Linked DNA regions of Rattus norvegicus: region 2 is linked to region 1. Evidence: chromatin contacts called from public Hi-C data. All regions are on one chromosome and are shown on one strand. Each heading gives the region's core, a stretch centred on a gene start, on an enhancer-like site or on the middle of the called end of the contact. The rest is flanking DNA. Distances are from core to core; before and after follow the strand shown.

Region 1 (3,840 bases), core at 382-2,881:
CCTTGGTGCCCTGTGGCTGATAGGGAAGTAAGACTGAACTAAACATCAAGATCTATTGACTTGATTTGCGGGCCAAAACATTGAGAGAAAGCCTTGTCATTATATTTAGTTCCATATTGCTGCAAGTCCAAGAACATGGATCTCTTTGTTGGATCCGGAAAGAAACCATCTTGGCATTCAAGAGTTACTTAAAGCTCACACAGTCTTGACTGTGTGCATTTGGAAAGTACATTTATGGCCGGATCTCTAAAAGTGATTTCTAATAGTTATTCTTTGCAGCTGTTTGTCACTCTTTCAAATGCCAAACACAAAGGGTAACAGCAGGAGGAATGAGTTACAGACTTGTTGGTTCCCATAGAACCTCTACCTCTGCAGTTTCAGAGTAGCACTGAGCAGGTGGCCTGATTGCTAAAGCACTTACCACAGAAGCTTGGTTCTCACTGAGGCTTACACATGGTGTTAGCCTCCCAGGGTAATGACATAAGGAGAACCTGAAGACCTGTTGTCTTCAGAAACCTAAAGCCTCAGATGTAGATTGCTGGCCAGAAAGTAGCCAGCTGTCGCTGGCTTGGGATGGTGCCAATTTTTATTATTGAATGCAACACACATGTGAGTGTATCAGAAAGCTTGGTGCTGGAAGCTCACGCTGACCTGGTGGTTGCTATCGAGTGGTGTTGATCAGCAGATAAAAGAGGAGTGCATGAACATCTGCAGGGTCTTTAGCCAAGGAGAAAGAAGCACAGAGGAGGTACAGTTGGCTTAGCTGGTTTTCCCTTTGCAAATGTAGAGCACAGGACCCTGCTGGGTCTGCATGGCCTGGAGTCTTCCTAACTCTCCTTCGCTGTGCAGACTCTGTAGCAGTGAAAGCATCTCCCTGTTTGCACACCCAGACAGAAAGTCTTTCCTCTCCTGCACTGGTGACCCATGTCCATGCAGGACTGACCTATGCACCCAGATCACCATATCACATGACCCTTCTGATGAAATTTAGTGTTCTCACTTTGTCACCAAGGCTCACTGTCTTCCCTATCTCCTTCTCTCCCCTCCTTCAAGTGGAAGAAGACACAGAAGAAAGTTCAAGGTCAGGGAGGGAGTCCGTGTCCACGTCCAGTGATCAGCCTTCCTATTCTCTGGAGAGACAAATGAATGGAGACCCAGAGAAGAGGGACAAGGCAGAGAAGAAAAAGGACAAAGCCGGAAAGGATAAGAAGAAAGACCGAGAGAAGGAGAAGGATAAACTGAAAGCCAAGAAGGGGATGCTGAAAGGCTTGGGGGACATGTTCAGGTAAGTATGCAAGTACACAGCAGGGGCAGTCCTGGGCGGAGTTCCCCAGCAATTGGATGGATGGACTGCCTTCTCAACACGACGTGCAAATATCACAGGGTGCAGCAACAGAAGCCCAGCTGCTATAGCTCAGTCTTTGGTGTGTATGTCCATCTAGGTGGCACATGACTAAGTAACCGGGGTTGACAATAAGCACATCTTTGAGGTGAAATGTAAATCCCTGTCTCCTTTCTGCTCTTAGCTGCTGCCTTTGCGCTTCCTTAGGGATTTCAGCATGGTTATTTCAAGCTATTTTAGCAGCCCTTCTTGTGGTGTCCTGCCAACCACACAACAGTGGTGAGGAACCATGGACTCTTCTCTTCCTCTCTTCCTCCCACTGCCTGCAAAAGGCCCTCTGGAGAAAGGCCTATTCAAGAGATGTTTGTTCTTTTTTTGTGTGGGAACAATGGTTCATTATTTAAATTTAACACAGAGCTCAAGTTAGTTGTAGCATTTAAAGGCTCATTAATAACCAGCCTAATAAAAAAAATGTTACAGATAGAGCTTCAATTAAGCTATGTTGATTAATTTAATACTTATTACTTCAGTCTGTAAAGATTTCATTAGATGTAGTTTCTGGCTGTTTCTTGACAGTTGGTTTTGTCCCTAAATTATACTCCAGGATTACTTAGCATATCATTTCTTACAAATAGCTGTGATACAATTAAAAAAAAAAAAAAAAAAGACCAGATTCTTCAGAAGTTGCACCAAAAATCCCTGTCAATGTTCATCTCGGGCGATTTTTACAAGATTTGGATATCTGATATTAAATGCAGAGGTGATGAATGGCCCACCAAGTAAGCCCCAAACGCAACAAGGAAATGTCTAAAATTGAAAATGCACCATACACACAACCTCTGCTTCTTTTTTTCCGAAATAGAGTTCTCCTGCCTTGTGAGTCCTTTCGTTTGCTTTCCGTTCTCAAAATGGGAATGGGAGAATTTCGTCTTCCTAGAATTTCTTGAGTTACAGTCCTCAGGGTGCCCTCAACCTGAAGGCTACAGGGTATGTTCTGCAGCTTTCACAGCAGTGTGTCCTGTGGGTGTCCGACGGGTCAGGGCTGGGGAAGAATGACAGCGGAGACTCACATTGACCGGTGTCGGCCGGTCGGCAGCTCAGCTGTAATATACAGAATACGTGTGTTCGCCTCTCCCCTCCCCCCTCCCCAGAACCTTGGCACCCTCGCAGCCTTTCATGCTTCTTCCTTGTTAATATGCTGTTCTTTCTGACTGTGTTTTTCCTCCCTGATGATCTTTCTTCATTATAGTGCATATTGCATGCCCATACATATTTATAGGATGGAATCATAACCACCACCCGATTCCAACTCCTGTGATACCTCGGGAAGCAGGGGGTTTGTTCCACTTTGGCCAAGCGGCGGCTCATGAGCTGGCACCCGCACAATGCACAGTAATGAGGCTGCCACCTATCAGTAACATCTTGGTTAGACAAGCAAAGATGGAGGAGACCGGGCCCCAGGCCTGTGGCCGTACATCTGCCTACAGCTCTCCCCTGAAGGTCTCGCTAGTAACAGTGGATTCTTGTTCTTTCATCACCAGAAATCACCTGATAGGTTCAGGGCCCTGTCCTTCATGGGGAAATAGCAGATGAAGTCCCAGCTTTGAAGGACGACCTTATAAGTGTTCTTTGTCTGCAGTTTGCAGCTCCAGTGGTAGGGCTTCTTCTACTGAGGGTTAGTGGAGGGGATGTGGGCCCTGAGGAGCGGCTCTCTCTCTGCTGAGCGCCATGGTAATATAAGCACTGCGTGAAGTGTTTTCTCTCGTCCTGAGCCCATGGGCTTGCCTGAAGTGAGAGCCAGCTTCGAGACAAAGAAGTTGGCCCACTTGGAAATTCAAAAGCCTATAAAACTATGAAAGTCAAATTATACATAATGGCACTAAAGGTTTTTGTTTTGTACAATGGAGTTCACATTCTCCCAGTGCTTAAGACCGGCTAGGAAGACAATCCTGGGCACTTAAACTTTCATGGGCACCTGGAATTGGCCTTTTGTGAAGTTAGCTCACGTGGATCGTCTTTTGGGGAACTGTGCTAAGCCATTTTTAAGTACCAACATTATTACCAAAAACAAATTATATTTTACAATCAAAGGCAGCAAAGGCTCACAGTTCATCACCTTCTAATTATCTTTTTCTGTATGAGCTCTGCTTCTGAGATGACTAACAGTGGGCAGGTCTATGTACTGTGTGCCTCAGGCTATCGTACCTGCCCCGCCTGGCTTGTGGACAGACATACCACACGCCTCCAAGTCAACCATCTTGGGAGCATATTACTAGGGAGGCCAAGGAATCTCACAAGACGGGGTTGGTCTCACTCCGCATGGTAGAGTGCGACTGTGTTTCTGGGTAGGGTTGCAATATCTTTTCTGCCTGGGATGTGGGTGAGTTCTAAGTCTGTACTGCTGCTTCAGCCTTTTCCTGTTGAAGCTCACCTGACACTGTTCCTTACAAGTGAGTTAAGCATAATCTCTAAATGTGAAATGGTGTGTGTGTGTGTGT
Region 2 (3,668 bases), core at 545-3,044, 1.0 Mb after region 1:
AGCTTTTGGAGCCAGAGTCTTTCACTAAACCTGGAGACTTTCTAGTTCGTCTAGACTGGCTGACCAGTGAGCTCTAAAGAGCTTCCTCTGTCTACCTACCTCACACTAAGGTTAAGGACAGGTATTTCAGCTTATAACTATGCTTTAAAAGCCTGTTTTTCTTCTTATTCCATACCATATGAAAAACAACTGCACCAGATTTAAACAGACAAGGACAGCCACAGTCTGCAGAGACGCAAACCCTTTCCTGGCTCTCAGGAGAGTCCATACCAGACAGATGTGGTTTAGCACATGCAGACAGAGCTTGTTTGAGGGTCTTCAGACTTGTGCTGGACCTCTATGCATAATCCTGCTTGGAAAATGTTGGTGACAGTAACAAGTGTCAGGAAGCGCCAGGGCAGGAGAGCTCCTACAGTGTTGTAGTATGATGGTCTATGATGCAGGCAGCTAGTGGATGTCTGCTTGACTGTGGTAGCTGCAGTCGGCTTGGGGACGAAGACATCAGGCTAGACTTGACATGCATCTCAGAACATATACACATAGGACAGTTGTGCTTGGACATAGTGGTCCTGGAGTGACATGTGAGAATAGATTCAGCTTTGCCCTGAACAGATGGTGGTGTTCACTGCTTCTCAGGAACGCTGAGGATGGGGTCCTCTCTAGGCCAAAGAGAGAAAAGCCAAGATTGACATAGGAAGGAGTCTGGCCCTCATTGAGCAGCATGCCTAGCTTCAAGAGGCCAGAACAAGAAGAGCAAGTTCAGGCTGTTGTCCTTTACACAGACACAGGCTGTTGTAGCAAAATGGAGAAGCCTGTGGGACTAACTTGCACTAGGTGCACAGGCCCTCTGGTAGGTGCTTTCCACCTCCACTCCAGCTTGCTTTTCATTCTGATCATGTGGTGCCCCCTTTTCACTTCAGCTTTTTCTTTTGGGCTCCATGCACATAACTTTTTATGCGGGTGCTGGGAAACAAAGGTTCTTAGGTTGTGCAGAAAGTACTTTGCTGAACTGTCTTCCCAAACCCCTTGACCCAGAGCTCCCATAGTGAATTTTAATGAGCAAAATTGAAGGTGTTATCATGTAATTTCCTAATACTGCAAGGCTGATGGCTAAACACATTAGAGCAAAAAATTTAGGGAATGTCCCTTGGTTCATTTCCAATTACTTCAAAATCTCTCCTCTGGAAGAAGGAACGAGCTCTAGGCTCCAGAGTAAAATGCAGGTTAAAAGGAAAAAAAAATCAGTCCAGAAATGTAGCACGGCTAACAAGAACGTTTATATTTAAGTCTTAACCAACTTGAAACTGTTGCCCTCTAAATTTCCAAGACACATCATATTGCTATGGGCTGTCAGTGCAAATCTTAGATAGGAATAACCACAAGCCATAAAGCGTTTCTCCAATTAATGCAGAAGCATTTTCACATCAGACAACAAGTTCTGTGGCTGATATAGAAAAGAGTTCTATCCCCAAGACAGACCTCATATAATCTTCCCAAAGTTGCCTGTAAGCCTCAGGGTTCTGTAGCCCAACACAGCCTCAGTGAAGTCCCTCATAAAAAGGAGGCATTTCAGTATCACAGAACATCCTTTTCAGTTGCCCTGTGTGGAGGGCTCTTATCCTTATGAGCCCTAAAGTGGTCAGTTAATATTGATTAGAAACAAAGGCTGAGATTTACTCCTCATATCCGAACAAATGGTCTTCTCATTTTTACATTAGTTCATGACTGAGCCAACTGAAACTGGAGCCTTTGAATGAATAGGGCAAGGCTGTTAGCCTGGAGCAAATCACGTATGAGGCAAGCTGTGCACCCCAGAAAATGTGTCATTCAGAGTGGAAACAGTGACAGCCCTTGAGAAGACAAGGTTTTGTTTTACCTACAATGCTGAAATGGTTTTTTCAGTAGAGAGAAAAAAAATCCTTCTTATTTTAAAGTTACCATGGCAAGAAAGAAAATAGTTATTTTCTTAGGCTACTATGTCTCAACAATTCTAAAAATCTGTGACCATACTTAGACTCTCAGAGGCTGACCATGTGCAGCCCACAGCCCACCAAGAGCACAAAATCCTATTCATTCTCATACTTCATTTTCATTGGTTATATTAAAGTCAAAACTAAAATGTGTGTGTGTGTGTGTGTGTGTGTGTGTGTGTGTTTTACACATAGAGAGCTAATTGGGTCAGGTGTGAGTTTAGGAGGCATGGGTTTTGTGTGTAGAAAGCTGCCTGGGGCAAGTGTGAGCTCAGAGAGTGAGTGTTTTACAGATGAAAGGTTAGGTAACTGGATTCTTAAAAAATGATTTTATGTGAGCACTGCCCTTTCCTGGAAAAGTTACACACACACACACACACACACACACACACACACACACACACACACGCCCTGCGCTCTCCTAACCCAAGCACCTCTAAGACCCTAGAGCAGTGGTTTCCATCCTGTGAGCCCCCTTCCCTGTGACAAAACTCTACTCCAAAAGTATTTACGTTATGACTCAGTTAGGAAGTAGCAATGAAAATAATTTTATGGTTGGGGTCACCACAACATGAGGTGCTGTATTAGAAGGTCACAGCATTAACAGGGTTGAGAACCACTGATCTAGTCAGCATAGACTCACATCACCCTTTCGGCTAATTGTGAGAGACTTTACAACCAGAACTATCAACTTTGGGTACCCAGTGTAATAAAAGCCAGCAGGAGTGTTTTCACTTGAACTCCAAGAGCAGGGCGTATAGAAAAAAGTTGATTCTCTCTTGAGTAAGTAAGGACATTCAGAATCTGTTCAAATACTCCTGGGATGACATGTCTGGATATAGAGGGGTACAAATATTCCAGGCCAATGCTATTACTCACAAATGATGCTGACATTCAGGTGAACTGGGTCCTGTGTTAGGGACTGGAGAACTTGTGCCTCTATGTTTTCTGGCCAAAGTTAAGATTCACTCCTGAAGTTGCTCAACTGCAAACCCTTTTGAAAGGCAGTGGGAGGTGAAATTTCACCTTGAGCCATGAAGGACCCAACAGTGGAATTCAGCTTACAGCCTGTAACAAAACTGATCATGTGTAACAGATATGAAAGTGACTGTTCACCTTGAATCCCTCTCCTCTCAGACTACTGGGAACAGTATGCTAATGTATTCTGGCCTCCATCCAATCCTGCCATCAGAAACCCCTTAACTCTCAGTGTGCCTAATCCCTCCTTTCCAGTGCCTACTTACTTCATGGAAGCCATGTGCATGTGATCCTCCTTTAGCATTTGCACTCTGGGACTTTAGCATTTGCACATGCTAGTGCAAAGGGTCAGCTCGGAAACCTCAAGGTGTACCAAAAGCAAAATATTGCACCTCTGTAATGTATCACAGCACATTTAGTGTGAATTCTGGTCTATGGAGCTGTAGGGAAGGACAGAGATCATCACAGATCTGCATGAAGTGAGGCAGAACACCCTGCAGCCTGTTTGTACCCCTACCCAAGTAGGCCAGGGTTTATACTGTGGAATAAAGATCAATTCCTTGGGGTTAGAGAGATAGCTTAGCGGATAATGCACTTACATGAGGACCTGAGCTCGGATCCCAGGATACACGTAAAAGGTCAGATGTGCCAGTGTGTACAGGTAATCCCAACACAAGAGAGGCAGACACACACACACGAGAGAGAGAGAGAGAGAAAGAG

The links. A called contact is a pair of places that touch in the nucleus more often than the background predicts.
Region 2: a contact with region 1 is called in a Hi-C map of Schwann cells, with 4 times the contacts expected there. The contact joins two enhancer-like sites. A contact is called at or near these places in 5 of 12 Hi-C or Micro-C datasets (the A7r5 cell line, Schwann cells, frontal cortex and 2 more).

What each region holds. Positions count from the first base shown.
Region 1 is chr19:72,342,535-72,346,374 of GRCr8, forward strand. It overlaps Pard3 (par-3 family cell polarity regulator), which reads left to right. Exons shown (of 25, transcript NM_031235.2): 20 at 1,054-1,285. Among named protein-coding and RNA genes, the nearest start is that of Pard3, 370 kb to the left of the region's middle. Within about 2 kb of position 1,632, at least 34 of the 93 cell types and tissues checked have an H3K27ac peak or open chromatin away from gene starts, as enhancers often do. A contact at or near this core is called in Schwann cells, where this site is marked.
Region 2 is chr19:73,387,942-73,391,609 of GRCr8, forward strand. The region is part of intron 12 of Nrp1 (neuropilin 1); the gene reads left to right. Among named protein-coding and RNA genes, the nearest start is that of Nrp1, 130 kb to the left of the region's middle. Within about 2 kb of position 1,795, at least 5 of the 93 cell types and tissues checked have an H3K27ac peak or open chromatin away from gene starts, as enhancers often do. A contact at or near this core is called in Schwann cells, where this site is marked.